Linked DNA regions of Mus musculus: regions 2, 3 and 4 are each linked to region 1. The links are chromatin contacts, called in public HiChIP or PLAC-seq maps. All regions are on one chromosome and are shown on one strand. Each heading gives the region's core, a stretch centred on a gene start, on an enhancer-like site or on the middle of the called end of the contact. The rest is flanking DNA. Distances are from core to core; before and after follow the strand shown. Region 1 holds the start of Foxf2 (forkhead box F2). Region 2 has its middle 74 kb from the start of 4930401O12Rik. Region 3 has its middle 68 kb from the start of 4930401O12Rik. Region 4 overlaps G630018N14Rik (a long non-coding RNA gene).

Region 1 (3,330 bases), core at 410-2,909:
TTGGGAATTCTGGGGCCCACCAACAGGCCCAGAGCATTAGAGAAGGGTACAAGATCAAATCCCCTTCTCTCACTTAGGAATAGGGAACCGAATCCCCACCCCACCCCCAGCATTCTAGTTCTGAAGACCCCAGCGTTGAGGACCAAGGGTGCAGTAGCCCTGGCCCTCAGAGGCTCTCAGAGGCTCCGCTTGCAGCCAGCCTTGGCGCTCTTTATTACCTGAGAGATCCTCGCGGGCGTTCTGGTGCAAGTAGCTCTGCTCCAACGAGTAGGAAGACATGCTGGGGTGCAGACCAGCAGAGGCCGCGGGATTACTGCTTGGCGTCAGGGCAGGCGGCTGCTTGAGGTAAGGTGAAGCGCCAGGCGAGCTCCAATGTGCCGCAGGGCTAGTGTAGGGCGAGTGACACTCAATGGCGCTTGCCATAGCCGGGGATGAGGGCACAGGGCTGCTGCTGCTGTCCGGCCCATAGTCCCCGCCGCCACCGCCGCCACCCGCTGCCGCACCGACGCCCGCAGGACCTGCGGGCACCGGGCAGCTGGCCATATAGGTGGAGCCCGGGTTGGGCGACATGTGGGGGACGTGGTGGTGGTGGAGGTGGTGTGGATGCGCGTGGCCCGGAGCACCCGCCCCTGTATCATAGCCCGCGGGCATCATGTCGAGGCCACCATAACCGCCTTGACCGTGGCAACCCAGAGGCGCCGACGGGGGCGCTTGGAAGTCGAAGCCCTGGGGCAGCAGCGAGGCCCCGAAGCCCAAGCCGCTCACCACGCGATGGTACATGGGTTTGAGAGCCTGGCACTTCCGCCTGAAGCCGCGCGGCCGGCGGCGGAACGAACCCTCCTCAAACATGAATTCGCTGGCCGGGTCGATGGTCCAGTAGTGGCCCTTACCAGGTCTCCCGAGGCCCTTGGGCAGCTTGATGAAGCACTCGTTGAGCGAGAGGTTGTGGCGCACGGAGTTCTTCCAGCCCTGGTAGGCGCCACGGAAAAAGGGGAAGCGCGCCTGTAGGAACTGGTAGATCTCACTGAGCGTCAGGCGCTTGCTGGGCGAGCTCTGGATGGCCATGACGATGAGCGCGATGTACGAGTAAGGAGGCTTCTCCGGCCGCCGCAGCCCCGAGGTTGCCTTCTTGGTGCCTCCACTCCCGGCGCCCGCGCCGCCGCTGCTAGCCGCACTCTTGCAAGCACCGGCCGAGGCGCTGACGGAGTTAGAAGAGGACGAGGCACAGGAGGCAGAGGATGATGATGACGACGACGAAGTGGACTCCAGGGTGGCGGCGGGTGGCGGGCTCATCAAGGCGGCCTGGAGCGCGCCGGGCGCCGGGCTGCACGCGCGGCGGAGTGGGGCAGGCGGCGGGCGCGGCGGGGGTGGCGGAGGCCCGCCCTCGGTGCTCATCTGGGAATCGGGAACGAGGCCGGGCCTGGGGGGCGGACCCCGGACCGGGATCGGCGGCGCCGGAGCCGGGTCGGTCCACAAATCGGGCGAGTGCCCTACTGCGCCGGCCGCGCTGCAGCCCGGGCCACTGCGGGCCAGCGCTTCGGCGTCGCCTCCCTCAGCTCCTCTGGGGCTTCGGGCGGCGGCGGCGGCGGCGGGTCGGAGGCAACGCCCCGCGCATCCCTCTTCCGAGCCTCCGGCCGGCTCCTTGCGCAACCGTCTCCTAAGCCACTGAGGCGACGCTGCCCAGAGCTGGACAGCTGCGCCCTCGAGCCAAGACCTCAGCCCGGACCCCGGGGACTAGCCCGTCGTCTTCTTTCAGGAGTGCTCTTCTCTCTGTCTCTTGGACTTCCTCCCTGGCGCGCCCTCCCCGCGGCAGCTTCGCTCCCTCCCTCCCTCGCTCCCTCCCTCCACCCCACCCCGCCCTGCCCCCTCCTTGCTCCGCGCCGCCCGCCACGGGGAGGGCGCACAGGGCTCGCGTCACTCCTCCCCCTCTGGACCTGGCGGCGGGCTCCTGCTCTTATCGCCTCCCGGACTCTCCGGGGTCCTGCTGGCACTACTAATTCCTCTCGGGGCTCTTTCCCTTTCCCAGTCTGTCCTCTTCAAAGCCGCAGATACACCCGCATTCAGCAGGGAGAACTCCCAACCTTGGCCAGACTCGATTACTCCTAACTTCAGCAATTCATTCTCTGTTCCTTCCAGCAGCCCGTATCCTATCCCAGAAGTGCCCCCAACCTAGCGATCCGTGCCCGGACACACCCTGCCCCTCCTCCACCCCCGCCGGACCCTGTGGGGGCTGAGTCTTGGGGAGACTGTGCCCTGGAAGAGCTTCCTTAGCCACGGTCCCCAGTGCCCGAACTGACACCATCTGTCAACTTCATTTAGGCAGTGCTGCCCTCAGCCACACGCCAGGGTGCCAGACGTCCCAAGGTAACGTGCCAACTCCGGGTCTCTCTCTCTCTCTCTCTCTCTCTCTCTCTCTCTCTCTCTCTCTCTCTGGCTGGACATGCAGGCTTCTGAGAGGTCACAGCAGAGGGCAAACACTGGACGCCCTTGAGCTGTGCCCGGGGCAGTTATGAACAGATTGTCAGCTGAGCAAGGGGTTTGGGTGGAGAAACCTGGGGCCACCTCTTAGACACTCTTTTGAGTCGAATGGATTCGGTTTTTTATTTGCTTCCATTTTCCACTGACTTGTCATTTCCACTTCATGCTGAGAGAGAGCAAGAGAGACCCTGAGTAAGGAGATAGTTGTATTTATTATCAACAAGGAAGGTCTGCACAGCTGCCAGTGGGTTTACAGCGTCTGTCTTCCGGTGCACCCCCCCCCCACTCCCTATGTTCCGTGGCCCAGCTCCCTCCATTCGAGAACACTCCTCCAGTTGTGGCTTATTCCTCTAAGTAAGAGTCGGCTCAGAGAGAGATGGCCCTCGGGAGAAATCATTCCAATGAGACCCGACAGTTAGTTATTGGATTACACGTGCGGGGAAATGTAGTCTGACCCCGGACAGGGGCTGCAAAGCGAGTTGCAAGCTGAAGGAGGCCTGACCACACCAGGGCTGGTGGCCTGGCCCAGAGGGAAGGAGATGCCCATCAGAGTAGCAAATGGTAGGCACAGCACTGCGCCAGCCCTGAGAGGACTGGGTTTGTGTTGTGTACGCAGAAAGCCTGGGAAGATGGGAGACAAGGCAGAGAGGAGAGTGCAGGGCCCAGTAAAGATGCTACAAAGAGCCTGGTTGAGCAAGTGGGGTCTGGCCTCCTGGGGGTGGGGGAGCCTGCACCAGCTCTGTGCCCTAGTGCATGGGGACTGCCCCTGATGGAGACTGTTGGTGGGTCTGAGGAACAGAGGAAAGGGCGGGTGCAGGGGGGGGGGGAGGGGGCTGGCCCCAGACAGTGACC
Region 2 (3,330 bases), core at 614-3,113, 460 kb after region 1:
ATCTGGATATGGAGGTTAATCCATACAGAGGTGCTATGTTCTTGTTGCACAGACTTGGCCTGTGGATTCTTTCCACCCTCCACTTCGTTGCTTCCAAAGCGTTAGAGATGATATTAAAGAGTAGGAGAGAGACAGAAACATAAGAAAAGGAGGGCCGAACTTGCTAAGTAGGGAAGGTAGGGAAATCTCTATGAACTGCATCCCTGGGCCCCATGGAGAATAGGCTTTCAAGGGACCAGGCAGGATGACCAAGAGACATTTCAACTATTAACTTTGAGAGCAAAGACTGAAGAAAATTTCAGAGTGGGTCAGTGTGAAATCCTTAGTATTTTAAGACCTTCTGATATACCCTGGTGGTCACACTCTAATAATACCCGAGGAAGAATTTCCTGTGAAGCTGTGTCCTAGGGTTTTATTGCTGACACCAAGACCACAGCAACTCTTATATAGGAAACCATTTAACTGGGAATGACTTATGGTTCGGAGTTTTAGTTCACTATCACCATGGTGGGAAGCATGGTGGCACATAGGCTGACATGGTTGCTGAAGATGTTGCTGAGAGCTCTGCACCCAGATCAGCTTGGCTTGAGCTTCTGAAACCTCAAAGCCCACCCCCAGTGCCACACTTCCTATAATAAGATCACACCTTCTCCAACAAGGCCAAACATCCTAATGCTTTCAAATAATGCCACTCCCTATGCGTTTATGTGCGCCATTTTCATTCAAACTACCCCAAGCAGTAAGTAAGGCATAGGGGAAATTAAATGGGACTGAGACTAATACAAACAAGACAACAGGCCAGGGTGCAGTGCAAAGAGAGGCCACTGGCAGAGCAATGCTCACAGCTGCTGCCCATCACTGATGAGCTGCACCCAGATCTGTGACCTAGTGAGAGATGATGGAAGCAGAAGAGAGCTGCGACCCAACGTGTGGAAGCACATCCTCATCACTGGCTGTGAGAACAGCTGACGGGGGAGGATGCACTTTGTGTGCTCGGGATCCCCTGGTGAATAGACATTTACTAAACGCAGAGGCACAATCTTGCCAGGTTTCTCCTAGATGTTTTAAAAACAAGTCACACTTTACATCTGAGTAGGAACATTTGAAGTTGCTTGACATTTTGAGATTAAATCGTCTCTACTAGAAGAGATAATTTTTGATCCTAACCAAACACGTGACAGTATCCAGGCTTGAATACAAAGGAGGAAGAGAAGTTCTGTTCTGCATTAAGACACTGTACTTTAGGAGGAAAATGAGCATCTGTCTACAAAGTATGGTCACTACTGGCCTCACTTCCTATCATTTTCAAGCCAGTGACATTTGCATGTCTTACCACAATGCTCTCCTCATAAAATGATGCCAGTGAATGCTCACAGGAAGCTAGAGACTGGATCACAAATACTTGATGCCTTTTTATTGAGACAATGGGAACTTAGAGAAAGGGAGGTTAGATGTTGCATGTTTGTGTGTGTGTGTGTGTGCATTTGCGTTTTCATGTATGTTTATCCTTTAATTTTAGTTTTAGGTAGGTGACAGGTATAAATGAGAATGGATGGATGGAGGAATGGATGGAGGCAGGCAGACAATGCATAGATTATTGGTAACTGTTGAAACAATGAAATATCTGATTCGTTGCCCTGGGCTTGTCTGGGGTATCCGTGTCTGGCAAGAGTCATGTCAAACATCCTCTGCGGCAGCCCCTCCCCCCAACGGATCGCCCACACACGGGACTTTAATGATCTGAGTCAGATTCCTTTACTGCTGTCTCAGAAAATGTCCAAGATGCCTTACAGATGATAGCTGTACAGCAGAGAGAGGCAGTGATTGCACCTGGCACAGAGCCGGCAAGCCTCCTTTGCCACAAAGAACCTCCCCGCAGCTTGGCTTTTTTACACATCACAGAGTACCCATTAGAAGTCCTCTCCAGCATCCCAGAGAAGAGAGCAACAGCCTCAGAGGGAGGTCTCAAGGCCTTCAGAGGTCTCAGGAAAACAACACAGAAGCCAACTAAGGAATGGACTCTCTGGCCACATTCCAACAAATCAGAACCTCTACTGAGCCTGTTTGTAAATTCATCCCAGAAAGGGATGTGGTTTGGCCTTGATGCAAAAAAAAGCATGTGCTCTCAGACAGTAAGAGCCAAGGTATGGTCTTCAAATAGCACAGAGCCCGAGATACTGGTTCTTGCTTTTTTAGTGGGCTGAAGTCTCCCAAGCCTCCTAAATGAGAGTTCAGAGGGTCACATGGATAACGAATGTTCTCCTCCATGTAAGCTCTTCATGGCAGCCCCAGAAAGATCAAGGTGGGCAGAACACAAGTAGTCCCAGCACAGCCCTGGCAGAGCACTTCCTGGTGATGTCACAGGACACATCTGCTTGGAGAGGTATGGAGAAGAAGCAAACCATCTTCTGTCAAATCATGAAAAAGGAGCTCAAAATAAGCAAAGTCATAGGTAAATATTTCTTAATGTTTTATCTTGAATATCCCAGTATCCACTTCCTGACCTGCCAGTTGGGCCGTGAGCTTTCGATATCCACAGTTAACACAAAGCCAAGCTGTGCAAGCTGGCCTGTCAGCCACCACTTGACTCCCACCTGCTTCACTGAGTAAATCAGATCCACAGGGCGCATAACAAGAACAAGTCATGAGAGGTTTGTGGCTTCCAACAAGCATTTGGTTAGCAGTTTGGGCTGGATGGAGCTGTGCTGTGCTGAGAATCTGGGTCAAGTGCATACTAAGGCGGGAAGTGGGTGAGTTATCCTGTCCTATCCTACAGGGGTGGTCTCGAAGGGAGCAAGAAAACCATTCTTATAGCTCAGACTGGAATTGGCACACAAATAACATTTTATTGATTAGAGCAGCCCACAGAGTCAATTGGTAGTTGAAATAGTTCTTGATTGGAGCTACGGACTCAAAATGTAAAGGTATTACAGGGAAAAGTACATGTGGGCTGGTGAGATGGCTCAGCGGGTAACAGCACTGACTGCTCTTCCAAAGGTCCTGAGTTCAAATCCCAGCAACCATATGGTAGCTCAAAACCACCTGTAATGGGATCTGACTCCCTCTTCTGGTGGGTCTGAAGACAGCTACAATGTACTTATGTATAATAATAAATCAATCTTTAAAAAAAAAGTACATGCTATTTTTGCAACTGTGAAAATCTACATGGGACAGTCTTCTAGAGTAATCTTAACAAAATGCCAGGCTTGCTGCTTTAAATATTAGAAATTTTACTCCGTTTTGATGTCTGGAAACCCAAGGTAAAGCCCAGTCAGGGCTGGATTCTCCTAATGTCTCTCTCCTTGGCTTGTAGATGGCACCTTCTCCCTG
Region 3 (3,330 bases), core at 281-2,780, 320 kb after region 1:
TCTTGTAATATTCTTCCATTTTCATAGTTGGGCTGATTTTCCCCCCTGGCATAAAAGAACTTGTGCTCTAGGGTGTGACACTGAGGGAGACGCCTTTCCTTTGGGAGAAATGAGGATGTTACCAGTTGCTTTGGGTTTGATCTTCTCCACCCATGAAGGAAGGAGGTGAGGCTCACTCTCTCCATGAGGCCCAGGCTCAGAGGCCTGAGGAGCCAGCACCCACAGAGAGAGAAGCAAAAGTAACCATGAGGTGAAGAAGAGCAGGGCTGGTACACACCACAGAGGTGGAGCACAAACTCTGTTTTGTTCTTCCTCCATGTAACGCTGTGGCATGCTTGTTACCTACTGACTAGTTTTTCTGCTGTAAGAGCCATCCAAATTATTAAAGATTGGAATTATTCTGAGAAAAATGTGCTATTTTCATTTTGGGAATTACAAGCAAACCTTCATGGCCTTCAAACTGTTATTTTCACTCCCATTAAATGCATGAAAATGCCCACAGAAGAATCAACTCCATCAGGTCTGTGGTCCCTGGAATTGTTTTATGACAGCACCAGGCAGGTATCAGTCACTCTTTCCTTACATCTCTTCCTTCCTGCTGTCCCTGGAACGAAGCAAAACCTAGAGCCTGACAAACAGAACAGAGAGCTAGAAAAGAAACAAGACACAGGTCTTGCTATCATGGGACACTGCCAAAGGCCAAGCTGGGTCATGAGGGATACACTATTCTGGTGCCATCTGCCCTGTGCACACTATCCTGCTTGGGCATTGCTTTTGTATCTTAAGGCATTGGTGGGATTTTCTGTTATCAATGACCAACAAACAGGGAGACAGCCCTAGTTTTCATCTGGGAGCAAGAGAGGGCTGCTTGTAATTTTCATTAAACAGGCTTCAAATGATACTAATTTATCTAAGCTTAGTTTTCCATGATCAATTGCACAGTTAGAAAAGCGCTTCTGTTTGTTTCTCAGGTTCACAGATAATCACTTCACGCAGGAGATGGGACCCATTTGAAACAGACCATTCAAGGTCCAAGTGTGTTCCTGGGCAGTGGGCCAACCCTTTCTCTGAGTATCTTTCTCCCTGGCTTGAGTTCCCCCTAGGTGAGGCAGATGGGGCCCACTCCTTCCTGGTTACAAAGGGGCATCTTGTCAGAAAGCAAAGCCTGACTTTTGCTTCATATATTTAAAACCCAACCCTTTGCTCCACTGGACTTCAACTGCCCTGCTCCGTGTGGGTGGAGGGAAATCACAGATTCCGCTGTCCTGTGTGTCAAGGGAGGTTTGTTTATCTTACTTGTAAAATCAACAGACCTGTGACTTCCTGCCAAGGACTGCATTCTGTGACAAGAAAGCCAGGCTGATAAAAGTAATTGTTCTGGAAAATATGCTAACAATGCACCTGTACCTCCTCTTCGCTGTCACGAGGCCACCTGGCACTCGTGGTAGGGAGGTTTGGGGTGCAGGTGACTGTACTGCTCAGGAGCCAGGCATGGGAACTGCAGAGCGAACAGACATATTGTGTATTCTAGAGAAGTGTCACAGGCTGGCCCAGGACCTAAGACCCAACAATGGCAGGGTCATCCAACTGCAGTTCTAAGCAAGGCAGCAAATCACTTGTCTCCTGGGAACACTCAGCATTTAGCTCAGAGCAGCAGAGGACTTTACTTTCACAGGATTCCAAGGCAGCCAAGGAAACACCTGGAGCTGCTAAGGCTGGAGTCTCCTCATTCCTGCAGAGCATGGCTTGTCCCTTTGGGAATCACCCTTGGAAACAGTTGCTGTTTCATCCCAGGATGGCATCAGTAGAGGGAGGGAAACTCACTGCTGATTTATCCATGGCATTCTCTATGTCTGCTGCTTGATAGTTCTCAATAGGGGTTAATACGTTCACTAAGGTTCTAGTCACATTCAAGGCAAGCGATAGGAGGTAGTTCTGTATGACATTAGGAATGGGAGTCGTGGTGTTCAGAGAACAAACAGCGCACTCAGCGGCTCTCTGTTGTTTAGCAAGCAGGTTAGTGTAAACTTTGTAATGATTTAGGTTAGGACTTTCTGTCTGCCACTTCCATGTTCCCAGTATTCTTCCCTATACAAGTTGCATGCCACAACTCATCACTGGAACACACATGACATGTCTCCAGGTAATTATATGGAGAAAAAAAAAAAGAGACAGGAACTAACCAAAGTCTGAGCGATGGAAACTCTTTCCCTCCTTGCACACCACAGAGGCTGCAGAGAAGGCAGCAGGCTAGTCACAGCTGGGACCACTGATTACAGGGTGGCATGGGTAAGAAAATGCCGCAGAGATAAATGCTTCCTGGTAAGAGACCAAATGCCAAGGATCCAGAGGAAAGAACTGATCAGAGTGTGATGTCATCACCTAGCCTGTGGACTGGCCCGAGAACAAGACTATGAAACCAAACCAAAGGCCAACCTGCCAAGGTCCATTTTCTCACGTGGGAACAAGGAAAACTCCACTAATTCAAAATCATCATGGGTATGTATACTCAACATAATTCATATTTCTCAAACAACCAAGTTTTCAGAAAAAAAAAAACATGAATATCTTTTTGACTGCAGGTCTTGCGGTCATGCATTCTCATTCAATGGAAAAGCTTGAGCCTTTGCAGGCCACATACTAGCCTCTTTTCTGCCAGTGTTGCTCCAGGACTGGGATTATACAGGCTCTGAGACCTATATAGACCCATTAGTTTAAGAATACTCAAGTATGTGGCCAAAGCTCCACCTCCTATTGCTTTCAATTAAGATACCGATCCTTGATAGAATCACAACATGGAGTCCAACTCTTCATAGACTCCAAGAATGCAACTCATAGGTCTGGTCACACCACCTTCTAAGAAGTTGGATGAAATAACCATCACCAGTTTACTGGGGTGACCAATTCTGAGGCCAAAGTCATCTAAGAAAATATGTACTCAAAATCATGATGCCAGGGCCCTTGTAACACAGATCAAAGAGTCACAAAGGGGTATATCTCATAATCTGCCCATGGCCACAACATTCCAGCAGTAAGAGGCTCTGTGGACATCCATGTATATGTGCATGGACATCATCTGCAGTGACTAACTCATGGGTGCAGGCGTCTACCTACAGATAAACAGATGCACAAAATGTGGTGCATGCATGCAATGGAATATTAATCAGCCTTTAAAAAGAAGGATTCTGGCACATACCATGACACAAATGTACCTTGAAGGCATTCCAATCAGAGAAATAAGCCAATCACCAAAGGACAAATACTGTGTGGTCCCACTCATACGAGCCATCCACAGTGACTAAACTCATGGAGGAAGAGGGAAATGGTGAT
Region 4 (3,330 bases), core at 343-2,842, 260 kb after region 1:
ACAGCTGGTAAGTTTTCTAGCCAGGATATGTGTGTGTGGCAGAATCAGTTGTGTTCTCTTCAAAGCTTGGCTTCTGTCTTAGGGCTTCCATTGCTGTGATAAAGCACCATGACCACAAGCAACTTGGGGAGTAAAGGGTTAATTTCCCTTCTTCTACATCCCAGTCTATCACCCATGGATGTTCAATCATGAATTCAGGACAGGAACCTAAGGGCAGAAGCTGGTGCAGAGGCTGTGGAAAGATAAGGCTTACCCATTTGCTTTCCATGGCCTGTCTTTCTTATACCACCCAAGACAAATATGCCTAGAGGTGGCACCAGCCACAGTAGATTGGGACCTGCTATCTTAGTCATCAAACAAGAAAATGCCCTACAGACTTTCCAACAGGCCAATCATATGGAGGCATCATCTCAGTTAAAATTTCCTCTCCTCACATGACTCTAAAGTTGACATAAAAACTAGCCATCACAGTCAGAATCAGGCAGACACGAAATGTCCCCAGAATGTTACTTGAGGAAACTGGCTCTGGGTTTTACCTTCAGGACTTGTTAATGGGGCTAAAGGAGTGATCACCTGGTGCCTTTGTGAGTGGCTTTCAGAAGCAATCCATGAAAAATGAGTGTCATAGTGAGAGCTCGTGGCAGAATATGTACTGTGAATATGCCCTAGTTCATAGCTGTGCACCACCACTGCTGTAGTTTTGTGACTCTGTACCTCATCTAACAAAGGATGCTGTCTTAGTCAGTGTCCTATTGCTGTGAAGAAATACCATGACCAAGGCAACTCTTAGGAAGGAATGCATTTAGTTGGGGCTGGCTTTCAGTATTGGAGGTTTAGTCCATTGTTGACATGTCAGAATACATAGCATCACACAGACAGACAGTGCTGGAGAGGTAGCTGAGAGTTCTACATCTGGATGTGCAGGCAGCAGGAAAAAAGAGTCACTAGGCCTGGCTTGGGCTTTGAGGTTTCAAAGCCTTAGTGACACACTTTCTTCAATAAGGCCACAACTACTCCAACAAGTAGTGCTATTCCCTAAGCATTCAAATACATGAATCTATAGGGGCCATTCTTATTCAAACCACCACAGGCATCATCTCAGCAAAACAGATTTACAGCATCAGATGAGTGTCCAGCAGGTACAGGGCAATTTGTTTATCAGTGAAGCAGGAGAAAGGGGGAGGCAGACAGGAGAGAGAGTGGAGACTGACTTCTGTTCCTAGGATAATGACACCCCTTGCCAGTCCAGAATTTTCAAAGGCTCTTCTGTGAAATCCTAAAAAAAGAAGCCTCTACAATACCCCCCATTTTCACACATATAAGCTTAAAATGTAGGTGGAGGCTTACTATCTTAGTGGGAGTCACAGTGCTCACTCTTCAGAGCTCTGGAGTCCAGGCATACCAGGGCAGGCATACCAGGGCAGGCATACTAGGCCTGAGGTCAGAGCTTAAAGATCTTGTGTCTCAACGATGCTCACAAACTGCTGCCTCCAGTCTCTGGAGAAACCAAGAAGGATGTGGAAGACACAGTACAGGCCCAGCCACATGCCAGCGCCTCACTACAGTGGTTACCATAGTAACCATATATGGCGCCTCCTGTGTGGGGTAGATTTCCTGGAAGGAATCTCTACTGAGCTTGCCTTTCTCCTTGAGTAATCAGCTCCAAAAGAGATGAGAGTTTGAGCCATCTTCTCTCTTCGAGATGTTAAGGTGTTCCTCACACACTTCTTGCTCTCCCCTGCCTCCCTTCCACTGTTGTGTTCTGCTTCCTTTTCTAGAATGTTCTTTCCAACTTTCACCATTTATGAAGTAAAAATAAGACACAAGGGAGTGTTGAAATGGTTTCTTGGCTTTCTCTCTTTCTCTTCAGCTTACTGAAGAATTACTGTGATATGATAAAGCCACACACAGGAAACCTTAGTGCTGAACCCTGCCCACCACTCCTGTGCTCTGGGTACCCTTGCCTCCATAAGCTCTGCACCCCAAAGTCCTTAGGAAATCCTCAGAGGTGGGGAAAAGCTGATCACTGGTCACTGTTTTCACAAAGGAGGAAATTTATGTTCCTGTGTGCTATAGAAGAAGAAGACAACACAAGGCACTCTCACCCTCGTGGGAACCACCCAGCACCCCTTCTCTTCCTGCCCTCTCCTCCCTTCAGCCTCGGGACTGACTGAGCCGCCCCCGAGATCCCCATTTTGTTCTCAGCTCTTCCACAGTGGCCAGCGGTGTGTTTCTACTATACATGACATAACCAATGTTTGAGGATTCAGACATACACTGTATGTATATTCCAAAATATGACATGATAACCTGCTGGGCAGCGGGTGTGGGAGAATAAAGGGAGTGGGAGAAAGCCCGCATCCCTTTAGAGTTCCGGTGCTCTGGGTGAGCAGATGCGGAGGACTGCCGCGTGCTTTCTATGCAGCCCCTGGTGGGTGTCTGGCTGTGGGAAGCTACGGACCCAGCCCTCAGGGGATGGACAAGGTGCAGTCCTAGGTCTCTGGGCCTCACAGAGGCCAGAGATAACAGGTTCTCAGTCTCCGGCATCTCAGACACTGCTGGCCACTGTAGAAGAGCTGAGAACAAAATGGGGTCCCGGGGGTGGCTCGGTCAGTCCCGGGGCTGAAGGAAGAACAGGGTAGGGAGAGAAGGGGTGCTGGGTGGTTCCCATGAGAGTGAGAGTCCTTGGTCTGGTCTGTGGCTGGAGCGCAGAAGGCCTTCCGGCAGGAGGTTAGATGTGGCTCTTTAGGGGAAAGCCTAACCCATCATTCAAGTATGGTGGGCATTGATGAGCAGAGTCTATGGTTTTAGAGCTTCACTATAGAAAGGCAGGGAGAAAGAGAGAAGGTAGAAAGAGAGAGAGGCTGGCCATGACCATGTGGAGAGAGGGGGTAAAGGGGAGAGAGAGGAGGGCTAGAGATGAGAGTAAGAAAGGTGAGAACTTAAAGAGGAGGGGCCAAGCAGCCCCTTTTATAGTGGGCTGGGCTACCTTGCTGTTGCCAGGTAACTGTGGGGAGGAGCATACCTGGCTATAGTCAGGTAACTGTGGCGGGTGGAGTCTAGCCAGAATGCCAGAAGCTTGGGGCTTTATCTATGTGACTGATAGACACAGAATTATGGAGTTGGGGGCTCTGTGGTGTCAGGCACCTGTCTCTGGGAATGTGGTTCACTGTTCCATCCCTTGTGGAGTTTTCTACTGGGTCTCTACTGGGTTACCGGAGCAAGCCTCATTCAACCAAAACAGGCTGCCTTTCACGGCCCCACAATACCCCACAAGTATGAGCAATTCTATGTGCAGTTAAATACTGGCTACTTTGATTAATTTCTAAA

What was found. HiChIP or PLAC-seq counts read pairs in DNA pulled down with a chosen protein or histone mark.
Region 2: a CTCF HiChIP or PLAC-seq map of the NIH/3T3 cell line shows a contact between it and region 1, with 8 read pairs. The contact joins the enhancer-like site here to the promoter of Foxf2 in region 1. A contact is called at or near these places in 1 of 39 promoter capture datasets (hippocampal neurons), 2 of 15 datasets of contacts at CTCF or cohesin (the NIH/3T3 cell line and large pre-B cells), 1 of 484 Hi-C or Micro-C datasets (bone marrow-derived macrophages), 8 of 115 datasets of contacts at active chromatin or transcription factors (bone marrow-derived macrophages, craniofacial prominence, embryonic forebrain and 4 more) and 2 of 9 other capture datasets (adipose tissue and liver).
Region 3: a contact with region 1 is called in a FOXA1 HiChIP or PLAC-seq map of pancreatic cancer cells. The contact joins the enhancer-like site here to the promoter of Foxf2 in region 1. A contact is called at or near these places in 3 of 39 promoter capture datasets (embryonic stem cells, hippocampal neurons and liver), 1 of 484 Hi-C or Micro-C datasets (palatal mesenchyme), 2 of 115 datasets of contacts at active chromatin or transcription factors (kidney and pancreatic cancer cells) and 1 of 9 other capture datasets (adipose tissue).
Region 4: an H3K27ac HiChIP or PLAC-seq map of the NIH/3T3 cell line shows a contact between it and region 1, with 5 times the contacts expected there. The contact joins the enhancer-like site here to the promoter of Foxf2 in region 1. A contact is called at or near these places in 7 of 39 promoter capture datasets (the 3T3-L1 cell line, erythroid cells, hippocampal neurons and 3 more), 1 of 15 datasets of contacts at CTCF or cohesin (the NIH/3T3 cell line), 11 of 484 Hi-C or Micro-C datasets (the AML12 cell line, the G1E-ER4 cell line, the HL-1 cell line and 4 more), 7 of 115 datasets of contacts at active chromatin or transcription factors (the NIH/3T3 cell line, bone marrow-derived macrophages, craniofacial prominence and 3 more) and 3 of 9 other capture datasets (adipose tissue, embryonic stem cells and liver).

The regions. Positions count from the first base shown.
Region 1 is chr13:31,624,145-31,627,474 of GRCm38.p6, reverse strand. Foxf2 (forkhead box F2) reads right to left here and starts at 1,659. Exons shown (of 2, transcript NM_010225.2): 1 at 219-1,659. The coding sequence starts at 1,395.
Region 2 is chr13:31,165,059-31,168,388 of GRCm38.p6, reverse strand. No RefSeq gene overlaps it. Among named protein-coding and RNA genes, the nearest start is that of 4930401O12Rik, 74 kb to the left of the region's middle. Within about 2 kb of position 1,863, at least 21 of the 459 cell types and tissues checked have an H3K27ac peak or open chromatin away from gene starts, as enhancers often do. A contact at or near this core is called in the NIH/3T3 cell line, where this site is marked.
Region 3 is chr13:31,307,286-31,310,615 of GRCm38.p6, reverse strand. No RefSeq gene overlaps it. Among named protein-coding and RNA genes, the nearest start is that of 4930401O12Rik, 68 kb to the right of the region's middle. Within about 2 kb of position 1,530, at least 33 of the 459 cell types and tissues checked have an H3K27ac peak or open chromatin away from gene starts, as enhancers often do. A contact at or near this core is called in liver and pancreatic cancer cells, where this site is marked.
Region 4 is chr13:31,362,798-31,366,127 of GRCm38.p6, reverse strand. All of the region lies in intron 6 of G630018N14Rik (a long non-coding RNA gene), which reads left to right. Among named protein-coding and RNA genes, the nearest start is that of G630018N14Rik, 45 kb to the left of the region's middle. Within about 2 kb of position 1,592, at least 6 of the 459 cell types and tissues checked have an H3K27ac peak or open chromatin away from gene starts, as enhancers often do. A contact at or near this core is called in neural stem cells, where this site is marked.